Linked DNA regions of Mus musculus: regions 2, 3, 4, 5, 6 and 7 are each linked to region 1. The links are chromatin contacts, called in public HiChIP or PLAC-seq and promoter capture Hi-C maps. All regions are on one chromosome and are shown on one strand. Each heading gives the region's core, a stretch centred on a gene start, on an enhancer-like site or on the middle of the called end of the contact. The rest is flanking DNA. Distances are from core to core; before and after follow the strand shown.

Evidence for each region. Promoter capture Hi-C pulls out the DNA fragments that hold promoters and counts their contacts. HiChIP or PLAC-seq counts read pairs in DNA pulled down with a chosen protein or histone mark. Capture Hi-C pulls out chosen DNA fragments and counts their contacts.
Region 2: a promoter capture Hi-C map of erythroid cells shows a contact between it and region 1, with 3 times the contacts expected there. The contact joins the promoter of Nup85 here to the promoter of Sphk1 in region 1. A contact is called at or near these places in 3 of 39 promoter capture datasets (erythroid cells, liver and pre-B cells).
Region 3: a FOXA1 HiChIP or PLAC-seq map of pancreatic cancer cells shows a contact between it and region 1. The contact joins the promoter of Mrps7 here to the promoter of Sphk1 in region 1. A contact is called at or near these places in 1 of 39 promoter capture datasets (embryonic stem cells) and 1 of 115 datasets of contacts at active chromatin or transcription factors (pancreatic cancer cells).
Region 4: a promoter capture Hi-C map of liver shows a contact between it and region 1, with 4 times the contacts expected there. The contact joins the promoter of Llgl2 here to the promoter of Sphk1 in region 1. A contact is called at or near these places in 1 of 115 datasets of contacts at active chromatin or transcription factors (pancreatic cancer cells) and 1 of 9 other capture datasets (liver).
Region 5: an HNF4G HiChIP or PLAC-seq map of pancreatic cancer cells shows a contact between it and region 1. The contact joins the enhancer-like site here to the promoter of Sphk1 in region 1. A contact is called at or near these places in 2 of 39 promoter capture datasets (embryonic stem cells and pre-B cells), 1 of 484 Hi-C or Micro-C datasets (embryonic stem cells), 3 of 115 datasets of contacts at active chromatin or transcription factors (bone marrow-derived macrophages, memory CD8 T cells and pancreatic cancer cells) and 1 of 9 other capture datasets (embryonic stem cells).
Region 6: a promoter capture Hi-C map of fetal liver shows a contact between it and region 1, with 4 times the contacts expected there. The contact joins the promoter of Smim5 here to the promoter of Sphk1 in region 1. A contact is called at or near these places in 6 of 39 promoter capture datasets (embryonic stem cells, fetal liver, hippocampal neurons and 2 more), 1 of 115 datasets of contacts at active chromatin or transcription factors (pancreatic cancer cells) and 1 of 9 other capture datasets (embryonic stem cells).
Region 7: a promoter capture Hi-C map of pre-B cells shows a contact between it and region 1, with 2.4 times the contacts expected there. The contact joins the promoter of Recql5 here to the promoter of Sphk1 in region 1. A contact is called at or near these places in 6 of 39 promoter capture datasets (the 3T3-L1 cell line, the C10 cell line, embryonic stem cells and 1 more), 2 of 115 datasets of contacts at active chromatin or transcription factors (pancreatic cancer cells and stem cell-derived neural progenitor cells) and 2 of 9 other capture datasets (adipose tissue and liver).

What each region holds. Positions count from the first base shown.
Region 1 is chr11:116,530,766-116,534,093 of GRCm38.p6, forward strand. It overlaps Sphk1 (sphingosine kinase 1), which reads left to right and starts at 1,686. Exons shown (of 6, transcript NM_025367.7): 1 at 1,686-2,603; 2 at 3,205-3,328.
Region 2 is chr11:115,562,686-115,566,013 of GRCm38.p6, forward strand. It overlaps Nup85 (nucleoporin 85), which reads left to right and starts at 1,759. Exons shown (of 19, transcript NM_001002929.4): 1 at 1,759-1,877; 2 at 2,469-2,562. The coding sequence starts at 1,845.
Region 3 is chr11:115,602,592-115,605,919 of GRCm38.p6, forward strand. Mrps7 (mitchondrial ribosomal protein S7) reads left to right here and starts at 1,549. Exons shown (of 5, transcript NM_025305.3): 1 at 1,549-1,652; 2 at 2,130-2,321; 3 at 2,432-2,495. The coding sequence starts at 1,570. It overlaps Gga3 (golgi associated, gamma adaptin ear containing, ARF binding protein 3), which reads right to left and starts at 1,325. Exons shown (of 17, transcript NM_173048.3): 1 at 1,237-1,325. The coding sequence starts at 1,276.
Region 4 is chr11:115,822,433-115,825,760 of GRCm38.p6, forward strand. It overlaps Llgl2 (LLGL2 scribble cell polarity complex component), which reads left to right and starts at 1,626. Exons shown (of 26, transcript NM_145438.2): 1 at 1,626-1,745. Tsen54 (tRNA splicing endonuclease subunit 54) reads left to right here. Exons shown (of 11, transcript NM_029557.1): 11 at 151-670. The coding sequence ends at 301.
Region 5 is chr11:115,867,278-115,870,605 of GRCm38.p6, forward strand. It overlaps Myo15b (myosin XVB), which reads left to right. Exons shown (of 64, transcript NM_001384233.1): 14 at 2,198-2,323. Among named protein-coding and RNA genes, the nearest start is that of Myo15b, 11 kb to the left of the region's middle. Within about 2 kb of position 1,839, at least 66 of the 459 cell types and tissues checked have an H3K27ac peak or open chromatin away from gene starts, as enhancers often do. A contact at or near this core is called in pancreatic cancer cells, where this site is marked.
Region 6 is chr11:115,898,273-115,901,600 of GRCm38.p6, forward strand. Smim5 (small integral membrane protein 5) reads left to right here and starts at 1,867. Exons shown (of 3, transcript NM_183259.3): 1 at 1,867-2,070. The region is part of intron 7 of Recql5 (RecQ protein-like 5); the gene reads right to left.
Region 7 is chr11:115,931,690-115,935,017 of GRCm38.p6, forward strand. Recql5 (RecQ protein-like 5) reads right to left here and starts at 1,803. Exons shown (of 19, transcript NM_130454.2): 1 at 1,100-1,803. The coding sequence starts at 1,229. Sap30bp (SAP30 binding protein) reads left to right here and starts at 1,970. Exons shown (of 11, transcript NM_020483.3): 1 at 1,970-2,092. The coding sequence starts at 1,987.

The DNA.
Region 1 (3,328 bases), core at 436-2,935:
ACACAAAAGAAAACCAACATCTTGTTCTTGTCCATTCCCGGCTACAGGGCCAGGGGTGCTGTTTGCCGGTTTCTACAGATAGGATAAAGTTCTTTAGGAAAGGAAAGGGTCTAGAAAGCTGCATGGAATGGGGGAGGTGAACAAGAATGAAAGAGGCAGAGACCAGAGAGGTGAGGAGGCCAGAGGATGAGGCGGCAGCCGACACAGAGGAGCCATTGTGTCCACTGGAACCAGCGCCAGACTGGAACCCCCCTCCCACTGGGTCTCTTCTGAGCAGAAGGGGAACCGGCCCTGAGGCCCAAGTATAAAATGTCCTGCAGGCTGCTTCTGCTCTCTCCCACGGACTGAGTTTCCAGTCAACCTTGCTCCACGCTTGCCCTCAGAGTATGAGAAGTTCCAGCCCCAGGCCTCAAAGAAAAGCGAGACCCTGATCCAGGTCGGCATTTTGAGCGTAAATTTACACACAGCCCGATCTTTCCTTCCCCGTGCCTCAGTTTCTCCTCTTTAGTTGTTAATGACTTGCTTGTCGGGCTTGATAAACACTCCTTCCCAAACCGTGAGAGAGCAGAGGAGGGTGTTTCCTACAGTCTGGGCAGCCAGCCCCCCTCCAAGCTCAAAATCTCGGGGAGAATAGTTTCCTCCCTGAGTCTGCTAGATACCAACGCCAGATCTGGACCCTAGGTCTCTGGTAAGGGGAGGGGGCAGGGTAGACAAGGGAGCGAGTGGCAGAGAGCCTGGCTTCCCCGCAGAGCCCCCTCCTCCCACCGCGACTCGTGTCCCCGCAGCGCGTGACCACGGCACTGCGGCTGCAGAGCTGCAATCCTTCCTTGTCCGCGCTAGATTCCAGGGGTGTAAGGTGGGAAGCCGGGGATGGGGGTAGGTGCAGGACCAGATCTTGGTAGCCACGAGTCGCGGAACCGGGGGTGGGTGATGACGCCCTTGCTCCCTCCAAATCCTCATTTTTTTTTTTTTTTGGTTGGTTGGTTGTTTCCGGGAGTTTCTCCACCCGTGAGCGTGTCGCTGAGTCACCTTCTCGGAAGGCACTCGGGGCGTTCATGATCCGGTCAGGCTGTCCCGCGGCTGTACAGAGCCAAGGCATATATTGCAGTGACGCGTGCGGAACCGCAGGTCCAGCCTGTGCCCCTGGCCCTCCTGGGGACTCCTAAAATACTGAGAAACTCGGTCGGGGAACTCCAGGGTCCTCTGGGAGAGAAGCCACCTTCAAGGCGTGACCTAGTTCACTGCAATCCTTTCTTATCTGGGTTCGTTTTCCTCTTGGACTCGCCTCTTCTGGACTTTAAGAAGCGATGCGAAGATAGAGGTGGGTGGGGTCGCGCGGGGGCCGGTGTGGGCGCGCCAGTTCTCTGTAACCGGAGCTAAACCAATGCAGCTTCCTTGGGAGTTTGGTGTCTGTTTTTGGTGCTTGGTAGGATTTGGGAGCTTCTTTTTCCAAGTCTCCGCTAATAATCTTCCAAAAATTTAACTCCGGTTAGTCACGGACACCCTCAGGTCACTTGCCATGAAATATATCACTTACACAACTATGCGTCTTGTTTATCTCCACCGAAGCGCATACACCGGGGCACGTGTGCATTTTCACCCCGAGATCGCCCGAAGGGGTGGGGAGGTTGGGACCACGCCCCCATGCTAGCCTCTCCAATCCTGATGAGAGCCCCCATTGCCCTGTCCACACTGCTGGGTTCCTCCAGTCGGTGAGGATCGTGGATCCCGATCATCCGCGGCAGGCAGCATCTCAGGCCTTGATAGTGTTCCCTGGGGGGAAAGACTCCACCTTTGGAGGTTGCTGACGAGGTACTCTCATCTCGACTTCGTCCCCAAACCGGTTCAGCTTTCTCCTGAAAGGCGTGCCAGACTGCTTCGGGTTCGGCGTCTGAGTGAGCCAGCGGCTGCATCTGGAAGCTAAAAGTAAAGGCACCGCGGAGGAGCAGGGGAGGAAGAGAAGTTCGCGGGTGGCGGGTGACCCGACCCTGGCCCAGAGTCAGGACAGCACTAGGGTCTGGATGTGGAATTCAGGCTAGGTCTAAGCGACGCCAAAGAGGCGCTGCATCCCTACTGTGAACAGCAGTTTCGAGGTTCAGTAAGCGCAGACCCACGCGTACCCGAAGCCCGCTCGGATGCTGGGCGCCGGCATGTGGGCTGCGCCCTCGCTTTCGCGCTCCGCGGATGCGCTGCTTCAGGCCGGGCTCAGAACCCCACCTCTTGCGGACTTCCTAAGCTGTTCCTCCAGCACCGGGCGCACAATCGTATCCGGGGATCCTGCCCCTCATCTGCGCGTGGCCGAGCCCAGGCTGGCGGCGACTGTGTTCGGGGAGGTGCAGTGAGATCCCGGGCGGGTGGGGGACCAGAGCTGCGCGCAACTCTGGTTCCACCCCGAGAGCACAAGGAACGCGGGGCGTGGCCAGGCCGGCCCAGAGGCTCAGCGCCCTCCCCGGGCCGCCGTGAAATTGAGCAAAAAGTTTGAGACCGGAGGGGGGCGATCCCTTGGAGTCGGTGTCAGCCCAGTGCTTCAGTTGTCCCTCTGTCGCGGGTCTGAGTCGGAGAGGAGCTGCTTTCCGCCACTGGCCGCCCGTGGGACAGATTGGGTAGGGATCCCCTTTCCCCCGCGCGCGCCCTCCCGTAGTTGGCGGTGCCTTCGTGGGTCCGTGAAGGAGACGGCCCCACGCCTGCGCCTCAGTGCACACTCGCGCTCCGGCAGGGCAGACCATAGTTGTGGGTCCGCCCAGCACAGGCAGGCTTTTGCGGGACTTGGGCGCTGTTCTCACGAGTGCGGCACGCACCCCCACCCCCACCCTCTTGGAGACTCGGAGCTTCAGCGGCTTCGTAGTTCAGGCAGGGGACCGGGCGACTGCGCAGGTTGCGATGGGGTTCTTCGTCCCAGAGTACGCGCCTCTCAATGCCAGTTCTGGGAATTGTATGCAGTTGGATTCTCCACCAAGCCCGAAGGGTGAAGAGCCGGCCCGACGAAGAGAGCCACGGGTCACTGACTCATGCGTCGGGTCCGAATCCGGTGTCCCCTGGAACGGAATGTTCGTGGGGTGGGAAGCTCATTCTGGAAAGCTAGATCCCCCACCCACGGGGCTCTGGTGATTCAGTCGCGAGCCAGGGGCTCTGGTTGGGCACTTTGTCCCACGTGCATGGAAGCCCAGGCAGAGAACCCCACCACTCTTTCCTCCTGTCCCTCAGATCTGGCCGCCCCGGGGAATGACGAGGGCGCTCACACAGCCCAGGGAGGTGGAGAGGGCGAGCCCCACGGCCAGTCGCCAGACACCCTCCTGGGCAACACCGATAAGAAGCTGAACGCAGGAGC
Region 2 (3,328 bases), core at 509-3,008, 970 kb before region 1:
TCCAGATCCATGGCTTCTGACATCCTCACACAGACATCATGTAGGAAAAACCAACGGACAGAAAAATAAAAACAAGGGGGCTGGAGAGATGGCTCACCAGTTAGAAGCACTGACTGCTCTTCTAGATGTCCTGAGTTCAATTCCCAGCAACCACATGGTGGCTCATAATAATCTGTAAAGGAATTTGATGCCCTCTTCTGGTGTTCTCAAGACAGTGTACTCACATACCTAAAATAAATAATTTTAATAAATAAATAAATATTGTCACTGGGTGGTGGTAGCACAGGTCTGTAACCCCAGCACTCCAGAGGCAGAGGCAGACAGATCTCTGACTTTGAGGCCAGCTTGGTCTACAGATTAGGTTCAAAGACAGCCAAAGCTACAAAGAGAAACCCTGTCTTGAAAAACTAAGGGCTTGCCGGGTGTGGTGGCACACGCCTTTAAACCCAGCACTAGGGAGGCATAGGGCTATACAGAGAAACCCTGTATCGAAAAACAAACACACACACACACACACACACACACACACACACACAAAACAGAAAAAAAAAAACCCAACCAACAAACAAACAAAAAAATAAAGACAGACAGACTAAGGGCTGGTGAGATGGCTCAGCAGTTAAGAGCACTGACTGCTCTTCCAGAGGTCCTGAGTTCAATTCCCAGCAACCACATGGTGGCTCCCAACCATCTGTAATGGGATTTGATGACCTCTTCTGGTGTGTCTGAAGACAGTGACAGTTTACTCACATACATGCAATCTTTTTTAAAAAGTTAATTATAAAATTTATTTTATTGTATATATACTGGTGTTTTGTGTATGTCTGTGTACTACATGTGTGTGCCTGGTTCCACAGAGGCCAGAAGAGGGCATCAGATTGCCTGGGACTGTTCCACATGTATGTGAGTGCTTTGAATTGATCCAGGTTCCCCGGGAAGAACAGCGTATGCTCTTAACCACTGAGCCAACACTCTAGCTCCCTAAATCACTGATGATTAGGATTTGGATAAAAATTTGACAGAAAGGTTTTCCTTTATTTCCTTAAAGTTTGTGGGAGTTTGGTTTTTGAGTCTGGGTCTCAGTTAGCCCCGATGCGAGCTCAACCTTGCCATGTAGCTAAGGCTGGTTCTGAACTCCCGATTTTTCAGTCTCTACTTCCCAAGTGCTGCATCTTCCGGCTTATGTTACTATGCCCTACTTCCAAGTCATGTATGACCACCAATTTAAGGTAGAAATAGTTCAGAATAATCCTAAAGAAAGAAAAGTTGCCAGTACATAAAAGATTGAAGTCCCGTTGTTTACGGATGTCATGTGTCCGAGACTAATTCCAAAATAAGCGCATTATACTGGTCGGAGTTCGGAAAAGGGACTGAGAATATTCTAATAACAGACCAGGAGGGAGGGATCACAACTACCGCTAAGAGATAAAGTAGGATTACAGAGACGGAGTAGCTCTCCAATCGAAATAGATGCGCCAGCACGCTTCTGCGCATGCGCACACCCTCCCAGCCACCGCCTCTCCCGCCATCTCCGGGGACCTTTCCCTCACCTAGTGTGGGACTGTCTGTGGCGCCGCCTGATCTACTGGGAACATTCCTTGAGGACCCGTGGGCCCTAGAGCCGTTTTCATGATGTGTTGTATAGGTTAGAATAGTGGAACATGTGTGAAAGGCTTCAAGGGGCTGTGTTTGGCTAAGACGAAGGGATCTGTTGCGCTAAGGTCTGCAGGCGCTGCGCAAGCCGCCCTGGAGGGGGTCCTCTTTGGCAGCTGTCTGTGAGCGGGAGGCCTGAGCGCAGAGAAGCGGCCGCGCGGCAGGGTCCCAGCCGCGGGGGGCACGGCGCTATGGAGGAGCTCGACTGCGAGCCCGCAGTAACTGTAAGGGCGATCGGAGTGGAGTGGCTTGGCTTGTTGCACTGTGAGGGTTACGTTTCTTTGGTCATTTCAGGCTGCCTCCCTACATGCGGGACGCACGCTTCTTCCCTGGACACAGTTGCCACCATCCCGAATGTCAGGTTAACTGGGAACTAGGTTATGGCAATAGTGGTCCCTAGGTCCTGTGAATACTGGCCGGCTCGCGGAAACCCCACTGCATCACCCTTGTTTTTATAACCTTTCTGCTTCTCTAGTTTTCCCCCCTTGGGCGTTAGAATGAGATTGGTGTAAGCCCCACATGGTCACTCCAAGGGATGAGTTGGCCTTTCCCTGTCCTGCTGTCCTAGTCCGAGGCTTAATAAATGCATAATTTGTTCTCACGGGAGACAATAGACTAGTTTCTGTCGCGTTGTATTCTATTCCTCTTGCACCTAGAAAATGTTTTTTTAAGTGTGTATATGTCTGAATATGTGCACAGCATCATTGGATACGACCTAGGCTGTTCGCCTGGTGTATGGTGTTCGCAGTTACACTTGGAAGTTGAATGGACAGTTGTAGGGCTAACAGCTCCTGTGCCTCCTTATGTCTTACTAGTGGATTCCAGGTGTGAATTCCAAGAAGAAGCAAATGTGTTTTGACTGGGGCCCCGGCGAGATGCTTCTGTGTGAAACTTCCTTCAACCAAACAGGTAGGCAGTTCTTTTTCACATCTGTCTTGGCACATTGGTTGACTCTCTGAGGCAGGAAACTGGAGTTATTTGGCAATATTTTTATTTTTGAAACTTTGTTTTTTTGCTATTTTGAGACAAGTTGCCCCTATGTAGTCCTAGTGGGCTTGTCTTTGTGCAATCTTTGTGTAGGTTTGAATTCTACATCTTCTTCCCTCGACTTCCAGAGTGCTGGGACTTGAGGTGTGTGGTTCAACACTTGACATTAAGTAATTTTTAAATTTTATAGTCTGTGTATGGGCATTTTGTCTACGTGCATAACTGTGCACCACTCCGTGCTTGGTGCCGCAGAGGCCAAATGAGATCATTGGATTCTAGGAACTAGAACTCTATATTTATGTGAGTTGCCATATGGGGTGTTGGGAGTTGAACTTAGGTCTTCTGGAAGAGCTGCCTGTGTACTTCTTGTTTGGTTTTGGTTTTTTGAGATGGTTTCTCCGTGTAGCCTGGCTGTCCTGGTACTTGGTTTAGACCAAGCTGGCTTTGAACTCAGAAATTACTTGCTCTTTTTTCCTGAGTGTTAGGATTAAAGGCAGGAAATTTCAGCCAGTTGTCTTAGACGCCAAACCATCTCTTCAGCCCCCTTCCTATAATTAACCTTTAGAAACGACCCATATAGCCCAGGTGTGGAGATACGCACCTTTTAATCCCAGCACTCAGGAGACAGAGAGGCAGGTGGTTCTGTGAGTTCACAGCCTGCCTGATCTACAGAATGAGTTTTAGGTCA
Region 3 (3,328 bases), core at 299-2,798, 930 kb before region 1:
CCTGTTTCATTAAGTGAGATACTGGGTCTACAATTCCAATTATTTTCATCTTTCAAGAAGGGGAGCTGGGCGTGGTGGTGCACACCTTTAATCCTAGCACTGGGGAGGCAGGGGCAGGAGGATCTCAGTGAGTTCGAGGCCAGCCTGGTCTATACACAGCTGACTGGACACTGGGATCCTTGGGTAAATGATTTTAGCCAATGCCTGTAATCCAGCACTGTACACTCCCCAGAGAACTGTCACATATAGGGAGATGGCTCTATGCCCTGCCCGCAAACATCAGACACTGCAACTGTGATCTTACTTTTCTTTTGGGATGTAGCTTCCCTTAAAGCTAATTTCAATCTCCTGAACAGTAGTTCTTAAGGAAGGCCATGCCTCTAGGAACAACACTCAAGACATCAAAGAGACAACTGTATTCCGTAAAGGATTTCCAGCTCAGGGCTCTACAAAGACGTCTTACCTGATTCGTCTCCATTTCAGAGGCTCTCCCGGGGCTAGCCCTTAGTAAAGTTAATTTATTGACCCTTGATAAGGCGTGATTAACCAGCCTTATTAACCCTTACTAAATAACCTGGATGAACTGTCCGCTAACGTTAAACCTTATTCCTTTGGAGCAATGTACAAATTAGTAAAGATAGCAACACGTCGATATAGCAGCAGTCATTGTTTTTTGAGTTACTCAAGAGCGGGTTATCTCGTTAAAATGAGTGCGTGCATATATGTGTGTGTGTGTGCGCGCATGTGTGTTCCTTCAGTACATATTTAGCACGCTTCGTGGTATATTGTTCCCTGTAGTCGCGCTTTGGAAATGAATTCTCACTTCCAGCATCCTCACTGAGGATGGTCCCACTCTGGAAGCTGCCAGCTGTGTTGTGTGTGCGGCGTGGCACCGCTCAACCCTCCCCGAGGGACCTGTCCAATGCCCGGTCCCAGAGCACAGGCTGGGTGCAGCCCCACCTCAACCTCCCCACGACGCCCGCCTGTCAGCCCAAGGCGCCCGGGTGTCGCTTTCCGGGCCTGCAGGATCTCGCGCTGCAGGTGTCACCCGCGGGAGCCTGAGGACGCGCGGCGGGGAAGGGCCGCTGCTCGCAAGGGGTGTGAGCGCCGGATGCTCGCCGCGAGGCGACGCCGGGTGTGGACTGCCGCGGGCCGCCGCGGCGGAGGGGATGGCGCAGGGAGGGAGGAGGCAGGCCCGTGGTTGGAGGTCAGGTAGAGGCGGCCCCGGATACTCACTCAGCCAGGACTCCAGGCTCTCCCCTTCCGCCTCCGCCATATTGCAGCCGCCCGGTCCGGCCCTGCGCCCTCAAGCCTCGCGAGGTTCTGCGCGAGCAGGGCGGGGGCGGGGCCCGCATGGGGGCCTGAGCGCGCCGAGGGCTGCGGTCCACGGGCGCGCCGGACCGCGTCGGAGGCCGCGAGGGCGAGGATGTGTCTTCGCTTCTTCCTCAGAGGGAACCTCTGAAGGGAAACCCACGCCCGAGGAAAGTGCGCAGGCTCTCATCCGTGTCCTGTCGCTCACTCACGCAGGCGCGCTGTGGGCAGCCCTCCGAGGTCCTGACAGCGGCCAAGATGGCTGCCCCCGCGCTGCGCGCTCCGCTTCGCTGGTCCGGGCTGGCCCTGGGAGTGAGGTGCGCCGTCTGGAACCTTCCAGGGTGAGAAGGCAGCGCGTAGCCGGGACCGCCGCTCGGACCTTCACGGGAGGACCTGGGGAAAGGAAAGAAGCCGCAGGCGAGCTGCGCTGAGTTCTGGCGCGGGAGGGCACTAACTCGGGGCGCCGAGATGGCTGACTCCAGCCATTAAACGGGCCGGTTTGGGGGCTTAGTACCCTGTCCTATGCCTGACAGGCCGGGATGACCTAGATCGGTTCTACCCGGAGCCGAGAGTGCGGCCCTGCTAGAGATCGGAGAACTGGCTTGCGACGGAACAGTGGCCAGTTTCGGGGTGGGGGCTGCCTACCTCTTGGGACAAGGGTCAGAACTGCTGTCAGGTTAGCAGGCGGTCCCAGCGCCACCGTCCCTCGTCAGCGTGATGGCACTTGCGGCTTACTGTTAAGTCAAGCTTGTTCACTTTTGTGGAGTCACAGATTCACCCGTAGGGTTCTGTCTGCTTCCTCCTCGCCCCACTCCCAGGCTCACACAGGTGAGGGGGAGCCGCTATGCCCCCGAATTCCGGGAGCCCTTGATTGACAAGGAATATTACCGCAAGCCGGTGGCGGAACTCACCGAAGAGGAGAAGTATGACCAGGAGCTCAAGAAAACCCAGTTTATCAAAGCTGCGGCCGCGACTGAAACCAGCTCGGTGTTCGCAGACCCGGTCATCAGGTTTGGCGCAAATGCTCCTCTGCTGTGGGCTGGAACTCACCTGGGGCAGTTTTCTGCTGAGGGATCCGGAGTACAGCCCGGGAAAGCTAACCATGTTTTTCTCCTTGAAGCAAATTCACCAACATGATGATGAAGGGAGGCAACAAAGTTCTGGCCCGGTCTCTCATGGCTCAGGTAAGGCCGCTTCTTCCTCTTCAGCTTGTCTTTCTTTTCCCTCAGGCTTGGTGTCTGCGTTTTACACCATGGCTTCAAAACTAGAAAACAGGTTTCTATTCCTGCCATTAAAATTTCCAAGATCTGAGATTGGTGGTGCCCACCTCAAATCCCATCGCTGGAGAAGGCATTTGAATCCAGCACTCGAGAAGCAGAGATAAGTCAGGCCTGCTTGAGCTACAGAGTGAGTTCTGGAACAGAGCTACTTAGTGAGATCCTGTCTTAAAAACAATCAAAACAGAGCCAGAGGTAGGCAGATCTCTGAGTTCCAGACAGCCAGAGCTGTATATTAAGATCCAGTCTTGGGGTGGGGTGGGGGGACAACCTAACAATAAAAGAGGCAGAGTTGGGAAAAGTTTGAGGCCAGGATGGTCAAAAGCTAGTTTCACCCCGGCCAGAGCTACACAGAGTCCCCAGAAGTTTCCCATTCTGTCAACATTAAAAAAAAAAGTTCTTGCCTGGGTGGTGGTAGTTCACACTTTTAATCCCAGCATTTGGGAAGCAGAGGCAGGTGGATCTCTGTGAGTTTGAGGCCAACGTGATCTGCACAGTGAATTCCAGGACAGCCAGGACTACACAGGAAAACCCTGTCTCAAAACAAGAACAAATAATCTCGGCCTGTTCTTGGGGTCATGGTCTAGCAGAGCAGGAGGCACTTAAACTCTGGCTTTCCTGAAAGAGGGTCTCGTGGAACACAGTCTAGCCTGAGCTTGCTGTGCACCTGAGGATAACCTTCACCTCCTGACTCTCCTGCCTCCAGCGCCCCGTGCAGTCATGAGTGTGCAGCACTCCCA
Region 4 (3,328 bases), core at 376-2,875, 710 kb before region 1:
TGAAGCACTCATCCAAGCCATGGAGTTTGCAGAAGGCAGAGCCCAGAGGCCAGTATTGTTGTATCCCTAACTTTTGCCTTACAGCCTTGCTGCCCTGGAAGGCCATGGGTGGGCTATGACTAGGCCTCAGCCTGATCTTTATTCCCATAGGTTTGATGACCCTGTCCCAGACCTCTGCAGCCTCAAGTGCTTGACCTACCAGAGTGGGGATGTTCCCCTGATCTTTGCTCTAGTGGACCACGGTGACATCTCCTTCTACAGCTTCAGAGACTTCACACTGCCCAGGGATCTGGGCCACTGAATACAGCTCTGGGGATGGCTTGCTCTGGGGGGGCCTGGACTGCTCTCAGGGGCCGTGCCAGCTGTCTCTCATATAGGACTCACCTGGATGGAACCGTCCAGGCCATTGGGGTCTGTGATCCTAGGTGTCTTCTGTTTGTAGGGACGTGCACACCCTCTTGCCTGGCCACTGTGCTTTCAAGCCCACTGCCTGGAAGTGCTGCCTGACAGTGACGCCCCCACCCCCACCCCCCTTGGAACTCAGGACTTGTTTTCAGAGGCCCAGGACTTGGGTTAGGAGAAAGGACTGTGCCTTTATTCAAGGGGGTGCTTGCTTCGTGCCATAAAGCCAAAGCCATTAAAAAAATATATATTTTCTGCTGTGGTTCAATACTTACAGGGGCCCCTCCCTTCATTCCCGATTTGTCCATTTTGGGGGAGGAGAACCCTGGTGGGCCACAGAGCACATGGGAGAGCATGCCCAGGGCTGTGATCATGGAGTTGATGGACTTCTGAAGAGTACCAATGAGACAAGATTCCAATCTTGGTCCTGCCCTGAGGACCAACAGCTGGGTGGTGGTAGGAGGGTGGCTGAGAGTCCTGAATGGGTTGGATTGTACCCAAGCCACTCTGAGGGTCCACCCACGGTTAGGTTAGTTCCCAGTTTGTTACTCTGAGCCCCTCACCCCTAGTTTGTGCTAAAAACTATAGCTATTGGCTATAGGGGCTGACAACCCCCTTGAACCTCAGGCTCCAGCGGCCCCTCTGAAGACAGAAGTCAGGGAGCTTTAAGAAGTAACCGGTTGGGGGTTCGCCATTACGTTTTCGTTCCCATACCACTTTACTAGTGGGTCTGAAACCTGAATCTGCCGGTGATTATATTTGAATGGAAAGATCTCTTGAGAATCCCGCCTAGCTGTGGCCCTTACTAGACAGCCGGGGGAGGGAAGTGAAGCCTTGCCCCCACGCTCTCTCGCTTGGCTCTTGTGCTTTCAAGTCCGCTGCCTGCATGGAGTCGCGTCCATCCTGGAAAGCACCCAGGGACTCTTTCCTCTTCCCAGAGGCGGTGGGACACCTAGAGCTGTGAGCAGTCCTGTGACCAGGTGCGCACAGGTGAAGGCGGGGTCGGGCATGCTGCGCTAGGTGCGGCTTCTCCCTACTGCCCCGCCCCACACTACTGGGGCCACGATTGGTTGGAGAGCGGCCCCGCTCTGGAGACTCCCAGGATGCGCTCCTGCCCCGTCGGCTCGGCCTAGGAGGCGGGGCCGGGGCGGGGCGAGGGCTCGGCAGGCTCGCCCTGTATGTAAATCGCGAAGGCTCCGCCTCCCTCCGCTCGCCGCGCCGGAGGTGAGCAGGAAGCAGACGGCCGCCCTGCAGCCCGTGGGCCGGAGCAGGGAACCCGAGTGGTGGGTGACGGCCGCTGAGGGACGCCGAGGCCTCGGGCAGGGCCCGGCCCGCGATTGCAGGTGAGCCCACCTGGCTTTAAAGGACCTTTTGGGGTGCGAACCACTAGGGGCGGCGCGGCTCGGCTCGGGAGGATACGAGTCCCCTGGGTTTTCCAGGCGGGTCGGAGAGGGCAGCGCCCAGGTCTGCCCTGCTCGCCCAGATCTCCGACGTTTGGCTCGTCCCGGAGAAAGACACCTGTAGAAAGTGGCGCTGAGAACTTGTCTTTTCCTGTTCCGCCCCCCGGATTACCAAACTTGGGACTCGGGTTTGCACAATCGTGTTGGCTTTCGGGAGCAGGGAACAGGTGTCAGGCGTGGCTGGGTGCGGGGGACACAGTGAGCAGAGACACCGTTCCCAGACCCTTGTGCGAGGCGCCTCGACGCAGAGCGGGGCGACCCGGCTTCCTGTGACCCGGCGTCGCCAGCGGCGTCTGGAGCGCGTTACCTTGGCGGCTTAGTTCTTACCTCTGCCATCTGGGCGCTTTCCCTGCCCGCCCTTGTGCCTCCTAATCCTCCGACTCAGGAAGTCCGCGGGTGGGACTTGGTTTTCTCGTAGAAAGGGGAGCCTTTATATTTCCAGAGCGACTTTGGACACCTTTAGGCGATGGTATTGAGTCCCAGTCTGTTTTGTACACCGATGAGTGGGGGTTACACTGTGAAACTTGGCAAAGAGTGAAAAATTGCCAAAGAAAGTGTGCTATGCTTTTGCTCGGTTTGGGGGGGGGGGTTGGTGGACACACTGGGCCTTAGCTGTGGGAAGTGGCCATAACTGGGGTAACCGCGCTGTAGCTCTTAGAGGGTTTTCACCTGAAACAGGTGAACTTCCGGTAAGGAGGGTGGGGCTTAGATACCGCGTCCTTTCCCACAGGGACCCTTATGTCGACGCAACCTCTAGAGATCCAGTGTTAAAGTCCATTCTGAGCTAGATGTGTCAGGGTAACAAGGAAATGTTTGTGGAAAGAACCGAGTTGTGCTGTGGCCTGCCTAAAAGAAGGCAAGTTAGAGCGGCTTTGGGAGATCTCCTGGGTCTGTGTATATCAGTGCAAAGACCGGCAGGAGGACAGTGGAGGAAAAGATGTCTCAACAAATGAGTCAGGTAATTTTCTTTTCTCTTTAAATATTTATTTGTTTGTTTGTTTATTGGTTGGTTGATTCATTCAGACAGGGTGTTTCTGTGTAGCCCTGGCTGTCCTAGACCTCACTCTGTAGACTAGGCTGGCCTTGAACTCAGAGATCCACCTGCCTCTGCCTCTCAAGTGCTGGAATCAAAGGTGTGCTAAACTGCTGCTCCCTCCCCCACTTCCCCCAAACCCCCTGTGCTGCCGCTGACACCTGGCTCAGGTAGTTTTCTTGAGCCATTTCACACAGAATATTTGACAGGACTCAAACCAAGCTCTTTCTGTTCTCTGATGGGCTTGGACCAGTTCCCTGGAGAGCATTTCCAGGTCCTTAGGATATTTTGCATCTCTACTCTTCCTTGAGGCAATGGCGGCACCTCTCCAGTGACAGACTGGTATAATTTTAATCATATTAAAAGATTTAGCCTCAGCCGGACAGTGGTGGCACACGCCTTTAATCTCAACACTCAGGAGGCAGAGGCTGGC
Region 5 (3,328 bases), core at 589-3,088, 660 kb before region 1:
GGCCTGTCTGAGAGCTCCAGCTCTACCTGAGGCGTACTGGCACTGAGGGATGGATTTGTGTGTGGGGACCATTCTGAAGGGAAAGGTCCGAGACAAAAGATTAAGTTCTTTCCTTCCTCGAGCCCAGGAGAGTGGGAAAGAAATGGCAAGGGCTGGAGAGATGGCTTAGAGGGTAAGAGCAGAGGACCCAGGTTCAAATCTCAGCATCCACATGGTGTCTCACAACCATTACTATAACTCCAGTTTCAGGAGATCTGATGACCTCTTCTGACTTCCGTGACCATCAGCTACACATGTGGGGCAAATACAGACATGCAGGCAAAGCACATGCACACATTAAAAAGGAAATAAATCTAAAAAGTAACTAATTTATAAAAAAAAACTTAGGCTAGGCATGGTGGCACACGCCTTTAGTCCTAGCATTTGGGAAGCAGAGACAGGAGGATCTCTGAGATGTCAAGGCCAGCCTGGTCTATAGAGCAAGTTCTAGTATATACACAGAGAGACCCTTTCTCAAAACAACAAGGAAAGGAAGGAAGGAAGGAAGGAAGGAAGGAAGGAAGGAAGGACAGACAGACCAGGCTGAGCTAGGCAGTACATCCCAGACTAATCTGGTATATGAAACCCCATTTTCCAAAATAAATAAATAAGAATCCCAGATGCCTGGTGGACAGCTTTGTGGAGTCACAGGAACATGTATAGGACCCAGACTTTACATGGGAACCGAGGTTGCAGGGTAGACACCAAAAATAAAGTGACCCTGGGATGGTGATATGGCTCAGGAGGAGGAGGGCTTGCCTAGCGGGCACAGAGCCCTAGGTTCGATCCCCAGCACGGTATAAAATCAGGTGTGGTAATGCTGTTCTACAGAACAACCCAAGCCAAAGCATGAAGTTTTGGGGGTTCAGCTGTGCCTCCTTGCAAAAGCTCATCCCCAGGTGGACTGTGGATTGTTTACATTCCCCCACAGAGGAGTGGAGTGGGTCACAAGATCTTGGCCCTCACGGCACGTGGCCTGGGGAATAAGTAACATTTGCAGGCCAGGGAAGACCAGGGGAGAGGGCTTCATCCATGCATCTGTGGTAAGACAGGAGCATACACTGGGACGCGGCCATTGCCGCTCTTCCCCTGAGGAGGGATTGTGACAGAGGGTGTGCACCCGTGGTCCCAGCAGTCTAGAGGTAGAGGTGAGGAGGGCCATCCTCAGCTACATATGGAGTTGGAGGCTAGCCCGGCCAAAAGGGACTGTATCTCAAGCCAGCCAGGAATGGTGGTGCCCGGTATCTTTAATCCAGCCTTTAATCCCCAGCGTTCTGGGTGCAGAGACAGGGGGATCAGTGTGAATTCAAAGCCAGCCTGGTCATCATAGGGAACTGTCCCCAAAACCAAATAAGAGAAACCCCTCACAGGTGTTTCTCAAGTCCTTGATTCACATTTTTTTTTTTAAATCTGTTTTACGAATATGGGTGTTTTGATTTTTTGCATTTGTCTGAGTAACATGTGTGGTCCTGGGGAGGCCAGAAAAGGGCATTGGATCCCCTGGGACTGGAGTTACAACTGGGAACCACCATCCATGTAAGGACTGGGAACTGAACCTGGATACTCTAGCAGAATAGCCAGTGTTTGTTTGTTTGTTTGTTTGTTTCCGAGACAGGGTTTCTCTGTGTAGCCCTGGCTGTCCTGGAATTCACTCTGTAGGCCAGGCTGGCCTCGAACTCAGAAATCCGACTGCCTCTGCCTCCCAAGTGCTGGGATTAAAGGCGTGCACCACCACGCCTGGCTACAGCCAGTGTTTTTTCCCACCCCTTAGGTTAAAGTGACCTGTGACAGCTTGTGGAGAGGGTGTGGCTGGAACAGTTTTGACCTCTGTCTCAAAGCCTCCAACTATGTCTTCTTTAACTCCTTCAGACTTCCTCAGAAATATCACATCTAGGGCTTGGTGGAGGTGGCTCCTGGGCCTGAGGTGACCCTGACCTTCTCAAATAGGACCTGGCTGTTCAAAAGGATGAAGGGAACACACTGTAGGGATTCTGCTGCAGGCCAAGCTGACTCCCTCAGTCTGAGGAAGAGATCTGGGGAGACAAATGTCCCCATGTCTAGGTTGTGTGGGGCTGCGGTCTTCAGGAAGGAACGGGGTGAATTCAGGGAACAGTAAGTGTGTACAGGACCTGAGAAAGTGTGGCTCCTTCCTTACCAGGCCACAGACCACACCTTCCTCCAGAAGTGCCACTATCACCATGGTGACCACCCCAGCTACGCCAAGCCTCAGCTGCCCCTGCCAATCTTCACGGTGCGGCACTACGCTGGGACTGTCACCTACCAGGTATCTGCCCTCAGACAAAGAATGCAGGTGAATCATCAAGGCCGTGTCATCGTAGTGTCTGCCCCTCCCAAGCTGAGTCACCTACCAGAAGTGGCACCGTATCTCCATGAGAGCCTCAGGCCACACCCACTTCTGAGTGTTATTTTTTAATAGCTCCTTAGCTAAGGATGGGGCCTTGAGAGCCCCTCCCATCCATGCTGGATTTTTTTTTTTTTACATTTGTTTTTAGTTAATGAGGTGGGGGAAGGGTGCGTGTGTGTATATATGTGGAGGTCAGAGGACAACTTCTGGGGGTTGGTTTTCTTCTTCCATGGTGTGACTAGCTGGGCTTGAACTTGGGTCCTCAGACTCAGCAGCAGGTGTCTTACTGGCCCATTTTACTGTGCAGTTTGCTCTCTTAACCACTGAGCCATCTCATCTGTCCCTTAACATCTCATCTGTCCCTCCCCGTTTTAAAAACTCTTTGGGTAGGAGAGTTTTGCCTGCATGAGTCTGTGCATCATGAGTGTGCCGGGTGCCCTCAGATGCCATCAGAGAGCATCAGATTCTCTGGGGCTGGGGTGAGTGTAGGATGGGATGTGCTATGTGGGTGCTGGGAATCGAACCCAGATCCTCGAAAAGAGCGGCCAGTGCTCAACTGTGGAGCCACCTCTGCAGCCCCAAGTCGTCATCATCTTTTTAAAAATTATGCCTTGGTGTTTTATAGTTTGCTTGCTTGTTTGTTTTTGAGACAGAGTTTCTCTGTGTATCCCTGGCTGTCCTGGATCTCACTACTGCCTGGTCTCAAACTCAGAGATCCTCCTGTCTCTGCCTCCCAACTTGCTCCAATTAAAGACTTGAGCCACGCCCCTAGCTCTTGTTTTAGGTTTTGAGACAGGGTCTCATTTTGGCTCATCCAGTCTTTAATTTTCTTTGTGGCCAGGGATGACCTCACATTTCTGATCCTTTTGCCCCCGTCCCCCGACCCCAAGCAGTGGGACTGCAGGTGTGTAACACCTGTGTGTA
Region 6 (3,328 bases), core at 617-3,116, 630 kb before region 1:
AACAGATGATTCTCAACCTGTGGGTCTCAAGCCTTCTGGTGCTTGAAAGACCGTTCATAGGGTTTACCTAAGACTATCCACCAAAAAACATATATTACAATTTATAACTAGCAAAATTCCAGTAATAAAGAAGGAACAAAAAGGATGTTATGGTTGGGGGTCGCCAGAGCATGAGGAAGGCTGAGAGTCACTGTGCTAGAGGCACACAATGCTGAGAGCGGCCATCATGCCTAGTCACTCGTGAGCCCACTCACCAGGGAGATCCAGCCTCACTAGAGCCTCACTAGAGCCTCCCTCTCAGCCTCTAACTCCAGATGTTCCCCTGCGGATAACCACTTCCTGCCCAAGCTGGTGGCAGGAAGCCCACCTGGTGCAGGAGGCCAGTCTCTTTTCGGATCCCCAGGCTGAGGCCCTGGGAGAGGCCACTGTTCTATCAGGGTCCTTACAGTCATCTCTAGTGCCAGAAATGTGGTACAGGGTTGGGAACCAGAAGAGACAGCGCGAGGCAGGGCAGTTTGAGTGCCCAGGCTTAAGATTAGCCGGCACTAACAGCTTTGGAACAGAGGGTTTTCTTAGTCTGAATACTGCTTGCGGATCTGACCCCACACAGCAGGCTACTGTAAGGAAAGCAAATTGCAATGCCACCTTCTAAAGAAGTAGGGTCCCTCCAGCAAAGTGAAGAACAGCCCTAAAACTGCATAGAAGTGGCAGGAAGACAGCTGAGACAGCCACTGGGGGGCGCTCTTGCAGCCAGCTCCCACTAACACTGAATATACACGACAAATGTTCCCTCTGCCTGTACAGTGGTGGCCTGTCCTGTCTCTGAGAAGCTTTGGCATCTAGGCACTGTGACCATATGGTTGTCTACACCCTGCCCCAAGCCCTGGCTCACTGGGGTTTTGTGCTCAGATTCAAAGGGCTCCATTGACTGCAGAGCTGAGGTCAGTCCTCCCCCTGCAGCCTGGTCTGCTGGTGGCAAGACCGACAAACGTTAATGGGCCAACAGAGCTGTCATGCAGACAGCTGAGCAGAACGAGACCAGCAGTGACCTTTCTCTTAGAAGGACCCAAGGCCCCTCACTAAAACAAGCAGGCTACTTTTCTTTCTTTCTTTTTCTTATTTACTTATTTTTTGTTTTTTTCGAGACAGGGTTTCTCTGTGTAGCCGTGGCTGTACTGGAACTCACTCTGTAGACCAGGCTAGCCTCGAACTCAGAAATTTACCTGCCTCTGCCTCCCAAGTGCTGGAATTAAAGGTGTGCACTACCATGGCCGGCGCAGACTACTTTTAGAGTATCTAGGATCCTCATCTTCCCCCCAGATGCCCCTGGGTAGATGGCAGAGTACCACACCAGAGGGCTGCTTGAAAGCTTGCTGACGTGCTTGGGTGATCCTGTAGCCCGGTTTTCTTTCTGGCAGAGGGCAGAGAGAGCAGCCAGAGTGTGGCCCAAGAGACAGACCAGGGTGGTCAGGGACACAAGCCAAAAAGGCCATCCAGAGGGTGCTGGGGCACCCAAGAGCGAGTCACTCCACCCTCTTCCTCTGGCAACCTCAGACGGAGCCCCCCGGGGTTATTTCCACAGGGAACCACAGCCAACCACTTCTGTCATTAGCCCAACCCCAGCCCTCCGCCTACAGCCTACAGCCTACAGCCTGGCTCAAAGGCAGGAGGAGGGCAGAACAGGAGGAAGAATAAGAGAGGGAGCCGTCTGGGGATCCAGAGAGCAGAGTGGACCTCTAGGCAGGGAAAGGCATAGGGCGTGAAGGGCAAGTCAAGCTCAGGGGAGGACTCCCTGGGCTCCTCCTCACAACTGTAATTTGACACCTAGATCTCCAGGACAACCAACAACAAAAAAGCTGAAGCGATGAGGCGCTGAAGCTGGACAGCAGCTGGCTGTCAGCAACCGGGAGCTAGCACCAGGAGGTGCCCGAGTGAGAAGCAGCCGCCTAGGCAGGAAAGTGGCAGCGCTGGTGAAGAAGTCAAAGGTGGTGGCCAAAGGACTTCCAGGAGGTACATAGAGGCTCTGTACTGGGACACCTCTTCGAGGCTCCCCACTATCTGAGCTCCCAGGTAAGAGACACTGGCTAGAGGTGACAGGATCGGGAAAGGAGGGCAGCCAGGGTCTCGTATCTCTGGCGAGGAGTCACAGCTTAGCATGAGCTCGGAGAGGAACGTCTTGGGGGATATATTAGGCCACTCTCCTATGGGAATTTAGTCACCTCCTCTGTGTGTATACCTGAGTGCTCTTCCCCTGGGACCTGGTACTAGAGAAGGGGGATGTACTGCTACTCGGTGTGTGGCACAGGGGCTGGGGGCTGCTGGACACATCCATTTAAACCTTTTCTATTCAGTGAGTTTAGGATATGGCCCCCAATCTTGCTGAGCCTCCATTTCCGAAAGGATTAGGGCTGAGCCCTCCCTGGTTCTCAAGAAGGCTCAGGACAAGGTGTGCCCAGCCTGCTGAATGGCCTCTGGCCCCAGGAGCTGGTAGAGCCAGCAGCAGAACTGCCTACTTGGATGCTGGACAAGAGCAGCAGCTTTCCTGTCTTTTGGAGTTCTGACCTGCTCACCGCTGTGTGCTTCCGGCTCAGGATCATCCTAGGGAGGAGTCTCTGCACCCACTTAGATTACCAGGACCCCTGATCCTCCTTTGGCAATGATCTCTGAAAACTGAGCCAGGGATATGCACCCTAATTCAAACCCCAAGTTTGGAAAGGAGTTTGTGACTACATGAATGAGTTTGGAAAAGACCCCAGAGTCTCTTCCACACTAACTACTGTAATGGTTGCCCCCAGACAGCTCTTCTCTTCAGTCCTTGTGCAGGGCAAGCACAACCTTCTTGGGCAGGGCCTCACGAGAGGAGGCTGCTAAGCCCTTCTGCCTCCTGTCCTCACACTGGGGTTCAAGTCCCCGTGAGACGTCCCTTCCAAAGCAAACACACTGTTATCCAGTAAGAAAGAAAAACATCATTCAGTTTTGGAAACCAAGGGGAGGGCCGAGAGTCTCTTTGGCTCAGCAGAGGGGGTGCACTCTGGTTTGTGTGGGACTGGGAAGCTAACTCCTGTGGTAATACTAACAAGTGTGCAACAGAGGGACTGCACTGCAGCTGAGCCACATCTGGGACACACAGGCTCCAGCAGTCCCTGAGCTCAGAGGGAGGCCCAGCTTCTATGGCTGCAGGAGAGGAGCTCGCTTAGTTTCTATTGGCCACCAGAGCAGGAAGTTCTCTCCATTGTCTAGAAAACTTGGGGACCAGGGCAGCAGAACCACCAAGGCTTCAAGCACCCACTTTTGACTCCAAACCGGAGCCCCAGCACTGATGGAGTTG
Region 7 (3,328 bases), core at 553-3,052, 600 kb before region 1:
GCTAATTACAATCTAAATTGAGTCTGGGAGTCTTTCACCGTTGGTCCTTACCAATACTTAAATAAAGGTAGTAAAAGCAAAACAAACAAAAAGTTCTAAACAGAGCATTCATTGGGTGTTGTGGCACACGCCTTTAATGCCATCACTCAGGAGGCAGAGGCAGAAGAATCTCTGAGTTCCAGGCCAGCCTGGTTTATAAAGTGAATTCCGGCACAGCCAAGGCTACAGAGAGAAACTGCATTTCAAAAAAACCAAAAAGTAAGAAAGTATTGGGGGGGGGGGTATAGGTAGAGGAAGACAGATCTCTGGAAATTTGAGGCCAGCCTGGTCTACATAGCTAGTTCTGAGCTATCTAAGAAGCCAAAGCTGCATGGTGAGAACCTGTTTTTAAAAAAACAAATCAAAACAAGGCTTGAGTAGTCTTGAGCCACTAGGATATGACTATTTGGATTAGACACATCCAGGGAAGCAGAGTACTGGTTACACCGGGGTAGATATGCAAGGCTAATCATTCAGTCCTCTGTTAATAAGTCTGTTGGTGGCACTGCTGCTCCCATCTGGACAAGCTATCTCCAGCTTACAGTGTTATTAGTCTCTCCTTTTCTACCTGGAACTCAAGCTACTCGCTCTTCAAGGAAATGATTACCTAGGTCACTGACAAGATTAAGCACTACTGCCACTTTTGCTACTACTTGCACAGGGACAAGAATGGGAATCTAGGAACAGAAGTCAAAGACAGACTGTCAGTCTGGCTATGAAAAAACCAGAAGTGTGAGTGGTTCTGTCCAAAATTTGTAGGTTATGATAGCCCACACCTGTAATACCAGTACTTAATAATCCAGAGGCAGAAGGACCGGCTCAAATTTGAGGCCAACTTGATGTATATAGAGAATTCCAGGCCGGCCAGGGCTACATAGACCATCAATAAACAAATAGATTCCCAGCAAATACCCACTAGCTTTGGTCACGAAAGAATTCCAAACCAGTGGTTTTCAAAGATTTCCAAAGGGTGAGGAGGTAGGAAGTTAAGAGGGTGTTGTGCCACAGAGCTACTACGGTACCGCCAGCAGTCTGCAAAACAGGTAGCTTGGTATGTTACCTTTCACTACAGCCATGGTCGCACTCTCTTGTAAAGGTGTTTTAAAAGAATCAAACCCAAAGACTTTCTTCAGGGTGCTCCGGACTCGCCGCTCCCGGTCGAAGGGAGTGGAGAAAGGACGGGCGCTCATCTTTGCAAAAAGCAGCAGCCAAAAGGTTAACGCAAAGGTGGGCAAAGGCAATCCCGAAAAAACCCTCTGCTCCACGTTAAAATATAGCCTATGTTTCTCCTGCCGAGTAAGCTGCTATGTTACACTTAAATATCTCATTCCCCAGCAGTAAAAGTGAAGGCTGAATTGCTTCACGCAATACATTCCTGAGGGATTAACATTACTTCTCCCTTTAATAAAAATAAAAACAATGAACTTTCCAGGTCAGGTGGACAGAGCTACAAATCGGACCACAACAAAGCCCACAAACGTCTTCAAAGTCGACCAGAGAACTTGGAATCCTTTTTCTAGGGTCCTTGTTCTAGAAGCGAAGCCATAGATACCATTCATCAAGGACGCCGACCCCCCGTTCCTCCTCTGAGCCCCCAAGTCAACAGCTCTCGCCCTTTGCCAGACAAATGCTCTCCAAGATGTCAGACCCCAGGCTCTTTTCGGTTGGCTCTGCAGCTTTCCAAAGAACACTACTCCCTAACTCGAACTCAGAAGCCAAACCGCCCGAGAAGTCAGCGAAGTAGAAGCCGCAAGACCTTACTTCCGTCCCGTGCTGATGACGTTTCCAAGAGCTGAGCATGGGGGCGGAGCCATGCCCAGACACAGCCCTTTTGATTGGTTGTCATTCGGGCGCGGAGTCTCCTGGGATCCGGAAGAAGTTGGTTTTCTCGCCCCTAAATTGGCTTATGAGTCATAGGCCTGAGCCACACCGCGCTGTGGGAGTAAGATGGCGGGGAAGAAAAATGTTTTGTCGTCTCTTGCAATTTATGCGGAATATTCAGACCCTGAATCTGATGGCGAAACTGGAGTCGACGCTGTAGGCGGAGCGACTGGTGAGACTTGAGCTGGAAAGGGGAGGGTCTGTTATGGTTACCAAATGCTACCTCTCTAGCGGGGCATGGGGAGAAGATGCTCTTTGTGCTCCAGGTATCGGGTCTTGGAACCCCAAAGCGCAGTGGATGTCCTAGGTCAGACAGAGCATTAGAACCTCTACTACAGTACGAGTGATCTCTCTTTCTGCGATCCTCTACGCAAGGCGTCATGCTGGCCAGAGGGTGGACCAAGGGGGGTACGCATCTGTCGAGACATCACTGTCTCGTTGTTTGATGGGGAAGAGAGGAGTGAAATGTACCTGGAGGATAGTAAAACTTGTGTTTCGTTAAGTTGGTAACTTTTAAGGAATCGTTTCTAAGTCTGCCCTAGAGTTTTTAAAAATGCATCTCTCCTAAGTGCATAATTCTGGGCTTTTTCATAGAATATGCTAGACAAGCCTTTTAAGGCGGTAGGGTGATTCTGTTGTTTGGTGAGTTTTAAAAGCCTATCGGTTGCCCTCAGACTGCGAAGCATAGAGGGAACAGATTTCTTGAAGGAAGCAAATTACCTGATATACCAGAGCTTTGGGTCTTCTTATCTGCAAAGTAGGGGCAAAACAATGAGGAAGACAGTCTTGTGCATAGAAGGCGTTTTTGAGGTTGCACATGAAACAAGATAGAGATGTGTGTGGTATGTCAAAACAGGAGTTTAAACGACCTGTTGGGCTGGTTCAAAGAGGAGAAGACTTTAACTGCCCTAATAGGCCAACAGCATGTAATAGTTCCCCAACCTTTGGAACTGCTGGGAACCAAACCCAGGGCCTTACACTCTTAGGAAAGCATCCCACTACTTTGTTACTTCCCCAGCCTGTCCTGAAAATATTAGAACATGAATTTAATGCTTGATTTTCTTTTCATATACATCTGTACATATGGAGTGGGCCTTGCATGTGAGTTCTGCCCATGGTGGACAGAGAGAGGCATCAGCTCTTCTGAAACTGGCATTTGTGAGCTGCCTGATGTGGGTACTGGAAACTGAACTGTCAAACTTACAGAGATCTGCCTGGCCCTGTCTCCAGAGAGCTTGAATTAAAAGCATGGGACACCAAACCCTGTACATTATGCACTCGTATAAGAGTCATCTTCCAATACCCCTGTTTTTGTTTGTTTTGAGACAGGATCTCCCTCTAGTCCTGACTGTCCTGGAACTCAGGCTGATCTAGAACTCAGAGATCCTCCTGCCTCTGCCTCCCAAGT